Linked DNA regions of Mus musculus: region 2 is linked to region 1. Evidence: chromatin contacts called from public HiChIP or PLAC-seq data. All regions are on one chromosome and are shown on one strand. Each heading gives the region's core, a stretch centred on a gene start, on an enhancer-like site or on the middle of the called end of the contact. The rest is flanking DNA. Distances are from core to core; before and after follow the strand shown.

What was found. HiChIP or PLAC-seq counts read pairs in DNA pulled down with a chosen protein or histone mark.
Region 2: a contact with region 1 is called in an H3K27ac HiChIP or PLAC-seq map of extraembryonic endoderm stem cells, with 4 times the contacts expected there. The contact joins the promoter of Sin3b here to the promoter of Eps15l1 in region 1. A contact is called at or near these places in 12 of 484 Hi-C or Micro-C datasets (CD4 T cells, CD8 T cells, Sertoli cells and 8 more), 3 of 115 datasets of contacts at active chromatin or transcription factors (extraembryonic endoderm stem cells, memory CD8 T cells and pancreatic cancer cells) and 1 of 9 other capture datasets (macrophages).

The regions. Positions count from the first base shown.
Region 1 is chr8:72,416,249-72,422,729 of GRCm38.p6, forward strand. Eps15l1 (epidermal growth factor receptor pathway substrate 15-like 1) reads right to left here and starts at 5,226. Exons shown (of 24, transcript NM_007944.3): 1 at 5,157-5,226. The coding sequence starts at 5,189. Gm46043 (a long non-coding RNA gene) reads left to right here. Exons shown (of 3, transcript XR_001778581.2): 1 at 1-5,532.
Region 2 is chr8:72,719,886-72,727,036 of GRCm38.p6, forward strand. Sin3b (transcriptional regulator, SIN3B (yeast)) reads left to right here and starts at 3,385. Exons shown (of 19, transcript NM_009188.4): 1 at 3,385-3,523; 2 at 4,159-4,265; 3 at 5,652-5,805. The coding sequence starts at 3,425.

The DNA.
Region 1 (6,481 bases), core at 3,976-6,475:
GCTGCCCACCTAGATCCACTGCATAGACCAACTTTCTAGAGGGACACTGGCTGCTCCAGTGAAGCCAAGCTGAGGAGGCCAAAGTGAAGCTCAGCCTCCAGAGCCACCTCATGTAAAGACAGTTACTTGGCTCTTCAGAGCAGCTGACCCAGGCTCAAAGACAGGCATGGGAACTGGGGCTGAGGGAGAAAGCATGTGATCTTGTTTGACAAGGCTTCAGGAGTCAGAAAAAAACAAACAAAACAAAACAAAACAACAACAACAACAAAAACAACAGGCACTGCAGGTCAACAAAGCAGCCAGGGACTCTGGAGCTCCAGCAGAGGACAAATCTGCCCCTACCATGTTCTCTGTCCATCAAGGCAATGGCACAGTCACCAGCCTTCCAAAAAGAGCCTTGAAAACAGCACAGGCACAAGGGGACAAATGAATGTCCCTAGGCCCTGCATTCCAGACACACTAGTCTGGCCAGAGCTCTACGCAGGATGCTCGCTCAGCAGGCTATGTGGAAGAATGGTGTTGGAGGGAGCTCCACAGCAAGCAACCAATGGTTTAACTCTAATGGGACACATGGCTATGGGGCTTTCACAAGTCACCTGGCTACTATGGGTATCAGGTTTTTCTCATCCAATAAACAGATTCTTTTTACAAGGCTGGGAGGAATAGCTTGCCAGTAAGCACTACCTGGCACGTGCAAGGGCCTGGGTTTCACCACAGCACCAGATACAATCATGACCTACAACCATGGATTGTGGCTCATGAAGGTGTCACTAAATCCCCTGGACATAAGAAATGATACCAGGAGGAAGCTGGATAGCCTAGGGCACCCTTATTATGAACAAAGAACCCACAGATGCAATGGGCAGAATGATCTCTCAGGTCCGGGAGGGTGAAAGGGAAGTCAGCAGACTACCTGTGCCCCACAGCTCCAAGATCAACGTTGGTGAGGGAAAGCCAGGGGTCAGGACATGAGACCAGAATAGCAAGGTCAGTCAACAAGGTCAGGTGAGGCCAGAAAGGGGCAGAACAGGACTGTGGGGTGCTGGCTCACAAGCCCAGACTCACTTTGAGAGGGCAGGCACTTTACCACAGAGCTACACACCTAACCTCCCTGTGAGAATACAAGCCACGAAAGGTTCTGGAGTCAGGGAATAGTAGTTAGAAGATCCCACGGTGATAGCAGGAAGAAAGGGAGGAATCAAGACTGACAGACAGTGCCTAGGCCCAGTGCCCTGCAGAACTGCCGAGTTCAGAAAGTAGCCAATTCTAGAGTCCAGCAGCCCCCAGAAGGGCAGACAGTGTCTGAGTCTGTAGGAGGCAGGTTTAGAGTACTGAGCAAGGAGGCTGGGACCAGAGAGCAGAGAGAAAGGACAGAGAGATGGGAAGCCAAAAAACCCTGAGGAGAAGGAAGGTGAGTGGGCACAGGAGGAGGCTGTGTGTAAGGGCTCAGGCTATGTTCCAGACAGAACCTCTGGAAGAGAAGCAGGCCTGGAGGTCTGCTGTCACTCATGAGCAATCTGGTGTGAAAGGGAGTTCAGGATGGGATTGGGGAGAAGAGAGCAGACAGAGGGCAATAGGAAACATCCCCTGGGGCTGCCGAGAAAAAGGAGCAGAGACTCTCCCTGATCCTGTGGCTGGGCTCAACCACACCACAGCCTTCTGTTCAGCACACCTCAGCCAAATGGTATCCCAGAACTCTCCATGCCCTGTTTTCCTTGTGATCCTATGTGAGCTGTTAGGCTTGCTCTAAGGGTCTGGGTAATAGTAACATCTATATCTGAGCAGCAAGTATAAACACAGACTGCTGAACAAATGGCTCAGCCGTGCTTACTGCTCTTGCAGAGGACCTAGGTTCAGTTCCCAGCACCCACATCAAGGTCCTGTTCCAGGGGATCTGACATCCTCTTGCCTCCATGGGCACCTGCACACACTTGATACAAATAACTCAGAGAGACACATGCACATAAATGTAAATAAATAAATCTTAAGACAAAAGGGGAAGTTATAGAAGCTGAGCACGTGATTCAAATCTGTAGCCCCGGCATTTAGGACGGCAAGGCAAGAGAACTGCCATGAGTTCAAGGTCAGCTTGGGCAACTTAGTGCCAATGAGATGGTTGAACAAGGACACTTGTCACCAAGCCTAACAATCTTACTTTGATGCCCAGGACCCACATGGCAGAAGAAGAGACCCAACTCCCAGGTAGTACTCTGACCTCCGCACACACGCTCAGCACACATGAACATAAGGATTGCTTAGTGAGTAGTGCCGAGCATGTGTGAAACCCAGAACCAACCCTCAGCACACTGCCCTTATAAAAGCAGGTGTGGGGCTCCTGGACCAGGCCTTCTGCTAACCAGGAGGTAGGAAGCAACCAGGCATGCTCTGGGATCACAGTCCTCTAGAGGCTAAGGCAGGAAAATCAATAGAAGTCTGGGGCCAGCCTGAGCTACACAGAAAGACTTGGAACTCACACAAAGTACCAATGCAGGAAAATTGTCCTTTGACTACCACATGCACCATGGTACATAACGGCCCCCACAGGAATAAATCAATAAATACAAAAAAATTTAAAGAATCACCACAAAAACATGGGGGTGGAGGGAAAGCAGCTCAGAAGGCACCTGAACTTGTGAGCCACCACAGGCCATGTCTCCTCAACTGCTGTTTCAGCTCCTGTTCCCACCCACAGCTCCATCCCACACAGGGAAGAAAGGCCACACGGGAGCTGCTGCAGGTGCAGTCACAGTCCCCATACCTACTTAGGTGACACTTTCTGAGTGTCTTTCCACTGGCAACAGGTCTGACACAGAAACAACAGACACGCAAACATGTCCTGTGGACCAAGAGAGCTGTAGGATTATATGATGTGCACATGGCTGTGTGCCATGACTAGCAAAGGCCTCTGGGAAGGATGATATCTGAACTGCTGCTGAAGGAAGAGAAGGATCCAAGCCAGAGAAGAAAAGGCTGGAGTGCTTCAGAAAGAAGGATCAGTCTTCAGGGCCACCATAGCTGACAACACAGCTAGGTATGTGAAGAACAGAGAACTGACCACACCATGGTGCCATGGAGAGCATGTGGAAGGCAAGTCACAAGTTAGGAAGAGAGAATCAGGATTCTATCCCAGAGGCTCTAACAAGGTGAATCTAATGAAACTGACTCATGTTTTTGTATCTGTCATCTCAGTATGACAAAACGCCATCCTACGGTAACTAGTTTACCAATAAAATAGAGCATCCCTCCTCCCCAGACAGGGCCTCATTTTATAGCCCAGGCTAGAACTTTCTGTTACTGAAGTGCTAGCTGAAAGTTGACATTATACTTGGCCAGGAACCGCTTCCTTGATATTCTGGTGTTTGAGAAAAAATTGACAGCATGTATCCAACTCCCATGTACTCAATAACTATCAGCTACTACTATGGCCCAAATTTTTAAAAATCCAAATTATGACTAATGTCAAAATTAGGAAATTTGAAAAACCCTCCCTCAAAAAAAGTCAGAGGTAATGACTGGACTGAAGCCAGCTGAGTTAGTAACATGCTTGCCCTAAAAGCTCGAGGATCCAAATTCTCTCCCCAGAGCTAGCTCACACAGAAGTGCTACAGGATGCACGGCACTTGTGCTGGAGAAGAAGGGACAGGAGGCTCCCTGGCCTTGCTGACTTTCCAGGCTGGCCTAATTGAGGAACTACAGGCCAGTGAGAACCTGTCAAGAGAGAGGTGAACACCCACAGCTGGTCCTCTGTCATCCCACTTGGAAGCCTGGAGCACGAGGATGCAGAGAGTCCAGGAATTGGAAGCCAGCCTGGGTGACATAGCAAGGCTCTAACTCAATACACACCTATCCTCAATACACTCCCTACTATCTGTCTAGTCCTTAACCATTTTCAGAAGACAATCACAGGTGCTGTAAGAGCATGTTAATTAATATCTACTGGTCTCCACATGTTAATATAGTGTCAAGGCTGCTGGTGGCTGGTCCTTCCAGGACTTAACCACCCTGTATTGCCCTCTCCTTCAGACCAGGTGACCTGGGTGCATCAGCCTGCCAAGCAGTTCTTACCAGCTTTGGCATTCATACTTGCTCTTGTCTTAGTCCCAAACACCCGAATTTATTGACGGGTAACAAAAGAGCTTCCAATGTGTTAGGCAAAATGTGCTTTCCACAGTTTTCTGCTAATGCATTTTACATCTCTATTTTCCAAATGAGGTAATTGATATGCTGAGGTTAAGAAGCCTGCTTCAAGGACACTCTTCCAGAGTTGGAGCCGAGATCTGAATATAAAATGCTTCCTCCTGGTAACCATGACCCTGCGAAAGACGATTCTAGCAAAGTGCATATAATATGCTGTGTGGAACAAACGGGTAATTTGGCAAATTAGCAGGACAGGAATACTTTCTAATTCTTATGGATGTCACCTGGAACTAGAGACTTTGTCAGTGAGAGACTGCTGAGCTCCCAAGCACCTGATCCCAAGCACGTTAGAAAGTGGCTGAAGAATGAATGAATGTTTTCCGCTAGAAGCACAATGGCCTTCTCACTGCTATTCTGTACGTCCCTGTAGCATTTGATACGTTCAAGAAAACCATCCAGCGACCCTGAGGACGAAGACTGGTGCATACCGTTGGGGGCGTAGGATCCGCGCTTTTCGCACCGCACAGAGCAGCGGAAGCGGATCTCGGGGGAAGGAGGGCTGGGCGGCCAGAGGCGAAGCGGGCGTGTCCCGGTTCCCCTTGCGACTCCAGTATGGGACACCACCCGCCCCGACGCCCGACCCCGCGGGAGACAAAGACTGGCGGCGGGCCCACCGCTCTCGCTCGCCTCCGCGGGGACGAAGCGCGACGCGGCTCGAACAACAGCGCCCACCCCCCAAACCCCCCCCCGTCCCTTAACCTGGCCAGGCCCCAGACGGAGCAGACATACGCAGCGGCCGCGCCCCATCACCTCTTCGCAGCCGCTCGGGGGTCGCCCGGCGCAAGAGTATGCGGGCCGCTCCGGCCTGTCACCTTCAGAACCGCCCGGCCCCCGCCACTCAGCCTCTGAGCCTTCAGCGCGCGCCTCCGCGGTCCCCTGGAGCCGCGCTTCCGCGACGACTTATCTTTCTCGCGGCAACCACCGTCCGCACCGCCCCACGGCGCACCCCAGCACCATACCTGCTGCGAGAGGGGTACAAGCGGCGCCGCCATCTTCGTGCGGACTCGGCCTCCGGAGCGCCGAAGGAACGGGGGCGGGGCCGTGCCTGCGCACTAGTACGAAGGAGGGATGCGATGCGCGCGCAGCACAGCCAGCGCAAGGACAGGCCACAGGACCAGAGTACACGTGCGCAGAAGGGAATCCAAGTCCTCCCGTGAGAAGTTTTGCAGTAAGAGGGCGGAGCCTCGATCACAGTGGAGAGGGCGGGGCAGTTCTGGCTGGAGGCGGAGCCTTTATGGGGAAGGCTCTGTCGCATAGCCTTACCAGAGTTGGCCGTACCGGGTGATTTAGAGAGCCTAGCCTAAAGCACAGCGTGACTAGAAGGTTCGGAGCCTCGTAAGTTTAGTGGGCCGAGAGTGGGCGGGCTAGTCGGTCTGTGGGGGTGGGGAGGGCCTCGTGTGCATCTCCTGATTGGAGTGGGCAAACCGAGCCCCTGGCTTTGGAGGCTCCTGTGAGGCAGGGAACCCAAGGGATAGGTAGGGCTCCCTTCCAGACCGCTGCACTCCAGCTCCCTGCACTTTCCAGTCTGGGTCTGTGAATCGGAGCTTGGCTAAACCCAGGCACCGTCTTAACTTCTCCACTCTAGTAGCCTCTACTAATGCCTAGGGTTTGCTGAACTTTTCCCGGGGAAATGGAGACAGTGGCACACAACAAAGTACCATGGTGCTCAAGTCTAACTTGGGCCATATGCAGTGTTAGTACCACTCAGTATGCTTGTTAAACAGATTTGGGTTCTGATTGCTTGCAGATGTGGGTGTAGCCTGACATCTGGTGTTTTTTGTTGTTTTTTTATGTGTATATGCCTGCTGTGCTCGTGCCAATGCCTGCCCAAGAGAGAAGAGTTTATTAGATGCCATTGAGCTGGAGTTAAAAGCACTTATGAGCCCCCAACCCCCGATATGAGTGGGAACAGAACTAGGGTCCTCTGGAAAAGCAACAAGCACCCTTAACCAACTAACTATATCTTCAGCTACTCTGGTATTTCTTTTTTTTTTTTTTTTTAAAGATTCATTTATTTATTATATGTAAGTACACTGTAGCTATCTTCAGACAATCCAGAAGAGGGAGTCAGATCTTGTTAAGGATGGTTGTGAGCCACCATGTGGTTGCTGGGATTTGAACTCCGAACCTTCAGAAGAGCAGTCGGGTGCTCTTACCCACTGAGCCATCTCACCAGCCCCTACTCTGGTATTTCTTTGTCTTTTTTTTTTTTTTTAAGTTACATTTTAACTTACATCTTAAAAGATTTGTGTGTTGGATGGCCCCTTCCACCATGAGTCACAGA
Region 2 (7,151 bases), core at 2,135-4,634, 300 kb after region 1:
TCTGGGACTAGAGTTATAGACAGTTGTGAGCCACCATATAGGTGCTGGGGTTTGAACCCAGGTCTTCTGCAAGAAGAGCCAGTGCTCTTAACCACTGAGCCATCTCTGTTGCCCATTGTTGTTCATTGTTAAAGATGTATTATTTTTAATTGTGTGGGCGCACTTGAGTGCTGGTGCTTGTGGAGGCCAGACAAGGGTGCCTGATTCCTTGGAGCTGGAGTTACAGATGTTTGTGAGCCACCTCACACCTGTGCTGGGAACTGAACCCAGGTCCTCTGCCAGAGGAGTCTGGACTCTTATCCGCTGAGCCATGACTCCAGCCCCCTGTGTGTTTTTGTGAGAGAGGTTCTCATGTATCCCAGGTTGGCCTGTGAGTATCCAGGTTTCCTGTCTCCATGCTCAACTTCCTCAGAAATGCTTGGAAGACAGACTTCGGCATCTGTATCTTGCTTTATGTAGATATGTGGGATTTGAACTCAGATCCTAATACTTCCGTGGTGTACGATCTACCTACTGAGTCATCTCCAATCTTCCTGCTCCACATACAATCAGCCCCTCATAGTGAGCCCTTCTTTTTGGGTAGAGCAGGATTTGTGATCTCTGACTCAGCACTCAGCTGGTACCCTGGGAAGAAGCTTTCTGGGACAAGGACTTTGGGGCTAAGTTTTTTTTTTTTTTTTTTTTTTTTTTTTTTTGGCTCAGTAACAAATTGTTGCAAGATCTGTCCAATGCCACCACGTTTTTATCTTGTTGTTCCTGTAGGTCAACAATTCTGCTCTGTGTCACAGGGCTCTTTGTTCAGTATCTCACAGGATGTCAGCTCCTCCAGGCACTCAGCTCAAGGCCAGACCTCAATTCCCAGGGACTTGCTTGTCTCTGGGAGATAGCCAGTAGGCCTGGTGCTCTGTCACTGACCAGAAGACTAACCCTTTTGTCAGTATTCTGAGGCCAGGCCTACCTGGTATACTCTCCTTCCTTTTTGTTGGGGCTATAGCTTGGAGATGGTGTCTCTGTAGCCCAGGCAGGCCTCAAACTAATGATCCTCCAGTCTCACTTCCAGAGTACTGGGATGCAGGTGGGCATCACCATAGCCAGCTTCTCTGTCTCTGTCTGTCTCTGTCTGTCTCTCTGTCTCTCTTGTCTGTATGTTTAGTCTCATGTACATGGGACCATATACATACATGTGTATATTCACTTGATGGCCACAGGTTAGCCTTAGGTGTCTACCTTGACCACTTTTTACCTTACATACCTCAGGGTCTCCTGATGTCCTTGGGTTTCCATTGCTTCGATGAAACACTATGACAGGAGGCAGCATGGGTGTGTGTGTTTTGCTCCAGCTATGGAGGGTGCTGCTTAGTGGCTTGCTCCCCTTGGCTTGCTCAGCCTGATTTCTTAAACTCAGCAGGACCAGCAGCCCAGGATAGTCAGAACCCACAGTGGGCTGGAGCTTTCCACATCAACCATCAATTAAGAAAAATCCCCCACAGACTTGCCCACAGGCCAGCTAGATGGAGGCATTTTCTTGGTTGAGGTTCCCTCTTTCCAAATGACTCAAAACTAACATTGCAGTCGCTTAACCTGGCCAATGTAGTCATCTTGGCTTGCCACCTTGCTCTAGGATTCTGTCACTACTGCTTCATTGCTGGCCACCATGCCTGCCAGAAAACCACCTCTTCTGGGGTCATAAGTATGTGTATAAAGCCCCATTACTTTTGACATGCCCGGTGATTGCTGGAGTTTGGATTTGGCTGGCATGTGCTGGGAGCACATCCTCACAGCGTGGAGGGCACTGGCAGCAGGGAGGAAGCTAAGGGGTGAGAGCTGATTAGGTCCTTATGTTATCATGTGCACATAGGGATGCATGTGTGTATGGAAGCATGTGGGGGCCAGAGGTCCACATCAAGTAGTTTCCTCTTCTGATTTCCACCTTGTTTAAATTTAAAAGTTGTTTTATGAATATATGGATATTCAATTGGCATGTATCACATGTGTACCACATGTGCCTAGTGTCTACAGAGGTCAGTGAAGGTGCCAGATCTCCTGAAATTGGAGTTACAAGCAGTTGTGAGCCACTATGTAGGTGTTTGGAACGGAGGATAGGTCAGCCTGGAAGCAGAGGTCCCATGATCCAGGTTTGCACACATTTGTGAACGGAATCAAGGAATGTCACTCTGAGAGGAGTTAATGGGTAAAGAGCTTGCTCTAAGCAAGCAGGAGGATCCAGACTAGGGGCTGTGACCCCAGCACTACTGTGGAGACAGGTGGACCCATGGCCACTGTATCAAGTGAAGACAATGAGCTACAGGTTCAGTAAGAGATGCTGCCCCCAAAACACAAGGGCTGGGTGATAAAAGATTGTGCCCATCTCTGGTCTCTGTACACACACACACACACACACACACACACACACACACACAGGAGTGAGTTTACCTACACATATGTACACACACGTGCACACACACACATACACACCCAGTGCAAGAATTCAGTCCACATGGCTCTTGAATGGATGCTGCTCACCTACAGCCCATTGCTGTATCAACCTCACAGAATAGACATTCAGAAACTTGTTCCAGAAAGCACCAGAGCCTTGCAAATATCACTATTGAGGTCTTGGGTCAACACAGACATCTAAGCTTGTTTTCCCTCTCTCTCTTTTTGAGACAAGGTCAACACCTAACTGTCATTTTTTTTTTTAAAGATGCAGTCTTTTTTCTTTTTTTTTTTTTAAGTTTTATTTATTTAATGTATTTGAGTACACTACAGTGAAGGTTGTGAGCCTTCATGTGACTGCTGGGAATTGAATTTTAGGACCTCTGCTCGCTCCTGCCAACCCTGCTCGCTCCTGCCCAAAGACTTACTTATGATTATAAATAAGTAAACTGTAGCTGTCTTCAGATGCACCAGAAGAAGGCGTCAGATCTCATTACGAGTGGTTGTGAGCCACCATGTATTTGCTGGGATTTGAACTAAGGACCTTCGGAAGAGCAGTCGGTGCTCTTACCGTTGAGCGTTGAGCCATCTCTCCAGCCCCTAGAGATGCAGTCTTAACTATGTACCCCAGTTTAGGTTAGACCTCTCAGTGGTCTCCTCTCAGACTCCCCGGTACTGAGATCACAAGCGAGCCTGCACACTGAAATGTGAAGTTTATAGAATTAATGCGTTTTGAAATATTCTTCAACTTTGCTTTACTTTCTTTCCCTCCAACAAAACAAATCAAAAAACACTTTAGGCCTTCCAGGTGGCCACAGACCCCCAGGGCACATAAGTTGAGAAAGACCTCCCGCCCCGTCCAGCAAGGCCCTTATGTGGACACTCCCCTATTTGACGCCACGAGTCTCCACCCCCTAGGAGGCGGGGCCCGCGCAAGCGCGACCAGGGCTCAGGCGGAGGCGGGGCAGAAGCGGCTCTGACTTCCAACATGGCGCATGCAGGCAGCGGAGGCTCCGCGGGCCGGGGATTCGGTGGCTCCCGCTGGGGTCGTTCGGGCTCCGGAGGGCACGAGAAGCTGCCGGTGCACGTGAGTGATGTCCTTAGCCTCTTCCTGGGGACTCGGACCCCCGCGGGGATGGCGCCCCGCCGTGCGGCCCCGCCTTGGCCTCCTCTCTGCGCAGCCGGGCCCGGGGACCCCACACCCCTTCCGCGGAATCCTTCGGTCTTCGCGGCAGCCCCTCGGTTTCCCCCTAACAATTCATTTCCGCCGCTCCTCGGACTTCTCAGAGATACAGAGGTCTTTCTCGACATCTCTCAGTCATTCCTGCGATCCCTGTCATCCCCGGGACCCTTCGGTGCACCCCGAAAACCTTCGATCCTCCTAGTTGGCCCGTAGTTTCCCTTTTACGCCCCTCGGTCTTCCAAGGGATTTCGCGTCCTCCTCGAGACCCTTCGGTCGTCCCCGCCGGTCCTCGGTCCAACCCGGAACTCCTCGAGGCCCCTCGGGACTACCCGCAGGCTCTCGGGACTACCCGCAGGCTCTTGGTCCTACCCGCAGGCTCTCGGTCCTTCTAGTCGGACGTCGGCCCTCCCAGTAACACCGCAGTTATCCTCGCGGCCCTCTGCTGCCCCGTGCCACCCCTCTTCTATCCCTGGCCTTCCAGCCATCAGTCACTGCATCGCGCGACCCTGGCCCACCTCTGGCCTTCTTGTTCCCCACAGGTGGAGGACGCTCTCACCTACCTCGACCAGGTGAAGATCCGCTTTGGCAGTGACCCTGCCACCTACAACGGCTTCCTGGAGATCATGAAGGAGTTCAAAAGCCAGAGGTAATCTGCAGGGCCTTGTACACCCAGGAGCTGGGGGCTGAGCCCTCTAACCCCCAAACCAACTACACTGTGTCTCCTCAGCTGTTAATCATGCACAGGATTGGAGGGCCCTGGGAATCTCTTCTAAAACAGTCGCAAGATGAGGTGGTTCTGAGGAACTGATGGGATTCCTGGAAGGGGTGAAGGAATTGGGGAATCGAGGCCTGAACAGGGAGTGTTGGGTGTAGTCTTTATTTAAAATGTTGATTTGGGGGTGGGTAAGATGTCCCAGAGGGTAGCAGTGCCAGCCACCAAGCCTGACCACCCGAGTTTCAGCCCTAGAGAGATGAGAATTAACTCCTACAAGTTGTTGACCTGCCCTTGAGATCTGTGGTACATGCCCAAATACAGAAAATAAATGGGGTACAGATTTTGATTGTTTGGGGAAGCATTTTTTGTTAATACTGCAGGAAAATATTACTTATGATCTCTTAGCTCTTGTCCCTACGATGCTTTTCAATAGCACTTACTAATCTGGAACCAGTGTGGTATGAACAGGAACTGTTTTGTAGACACAGAGCAGTTAGGCGTATTGGGTTGTTTCTGAGTTAATGTCCGTGTCTTCTAGAATCTTCTGGGAGGTGTGGCTTGGTTTAGGTAAGGGACTCATCCTAGTGACAGGTGGGTGGAGCTAGAACCCAGGCTGTCAGTCAGACCGCTTCCCACAGATCTTGGTACTGACCTGCCTGTCTGCTCTCAGGAAGTGTAGACGGCCTGGGCTGGTTTCTTGTGGATATTCAGGGTACTGAAGCCAGAAGAAGACCCTCATGTCATTTCAACTTTACCAGTCCCCTAACTTGAAGGCTCTGGTGTTTAAACACTTCCTTTAGTAAAAAAATGAAAGTGTATCCTTACCTTTCCCTAATTCATAAAATATGAGGGAATTTCTCACATTGCTTGGAGAACTGTGTCCTGTTGAGTCTCAGCCCAGCACCTAACTCTTGAGACATCTTCAGAATTGGGCCCAGGAGCTCAAATGGCCTGGAAATATAGTTATGTAGTGTGTTATATACATCACACACACACACACACACAAAACTATCATGTATATAGTTATGTCTAGTTATAGTTCTTGCTAGACCTAGCCACAGGTGATTTTACATGGTGGGGCCCATTTGTTCAGTTGGGCATAGTGGTGCATACCTTTAATCTCAGGCAGAGGCAAGCATATGGAGGTCATCAGGGCTATACAGAGAAACCCTGTCTCTAAGGGAACAAACAAAACAACATGGTGGGGCCCATTTTCAGAGTCTTCGCCGTCAACTAAGCCTGGGCTGAGGTGATCTCGAGGGCATCTGGGGGAGTTCACTCTTAGGACTCTTGCCCACTTGTGTTTCTTTTTTCCAGCATCGACACTCCTGGTGTGATCAGGCGTGTGTCCCAGCTCTTCCATGAGCACCCTGACCTCATCGTGGGGTTTAATGCTTTCCTTCCGCTTGGATACCGTATAGACATTCCCAAGAACGGCAAGCTGAACATCCAGTCGCCGCTGAGCAGCCAGGTAGGCTTCGCTTGAGTGATGTGGACCTCGAGAGTCGCACCCACAGGGAGCACAGCTAGGCATTTGTGATGTTGCTGGAAGCCTTTGTACAACCTATTCTTTTTCTAGGTTCTCTAGTGCATGACCAGACAAACACAGAGACAGCCTTTTCGTCCCATCAAGTATAGTGGCTGGGGTGTGGTTCAGTGTGGAATAGTACACTTAGCACGGGCAAAGTCCTGGGTTTAGTCCCCAGCAGGTGGGGGTGGGCGTTTGGGAGGAGATTTCAGGATCATTGAATCACTAGTCACTGAGGTCTGGCCTCCAGGCTTTCCCAATAAGTCTACCAGGCCAAGTACGTATGCACTGCCATCTTATGGCTTCCATTGATCTCAGGCCACCAGTAAAGTCGAGATAGTTGAGCTATGTGCATGGGAATAAGTGTTTCTTTCACTGTGTCATAGGATTGTCAAATGCTCTTTTCTCAGCTCAGGTTGGGCTCTGCAGCCTGCTGTCTGTAGTTCTCCACGTTGCTACTCTCACCTTAGCTTAGACAGTCTGAACCTCATCCTCATTCCTTAGTCTTCCCAATGCTAGGATCACATGAGAGCTGCCACCACAGGCTTTCAGTGAGGTTGGAGAGGGACTCTGGAAGGGTAGTGTGGCCTCACAGGCCCTCCAAGTGGCTCCTGAATAAGTTCTGCCTGCTGTGCCCATCTGCATGCCTCATGAAGCCCAGCGCTGCCCAGTTTTCAGAGGGGACTCCTGGAAGCACATGCCACTGAGTTTTCACAGTCTTCCATTTTCCACCTGTACCTGGAACTCAGGAACTGTGACCACCAGGGCCTTAACAGAAGGAGCTTCTGGATTCTGTGTGATACAAGGCAGTGTGAGCTGTGTCAAGAGCAAAGAGCAGTTCCTGGGGCATGCATGATATAAGAACTCAGGATGCCACTCACTAGAAAGCTAAGTTGTGGGTAGTGGTAGCTGGTAGGAAGTGGAGTCTGAGTCATGGGGGCGGGCTGTTCCCTTCATAGGTGACTTAGATGACCAAGGGGCCCCTGTGCTTACAGAAAGGATGACCAAGATGGTCTTAGATCCATGAACAGGGCACCTGTGCCTGTCCTGAGTCACATTCCTTCAGGGTACTCTGGAGCCCCTTAATCTTGGTGACAGAGAATGAACTGCTCACCCGGGATTCTGACTCAGGTGTTTATTGCTTTCTAAGTCGGGATTCCAAACTTTACCACATGTCAGCATCCTGCTGATTTCCAGTCTTTCAGTCATTTTTCTATTTTGCTGTTTTCCTTATTTGAGACATGGTCTCTGTAGCCCAGCCTGGCTCTGGAACTAGACATTCTCCTGCT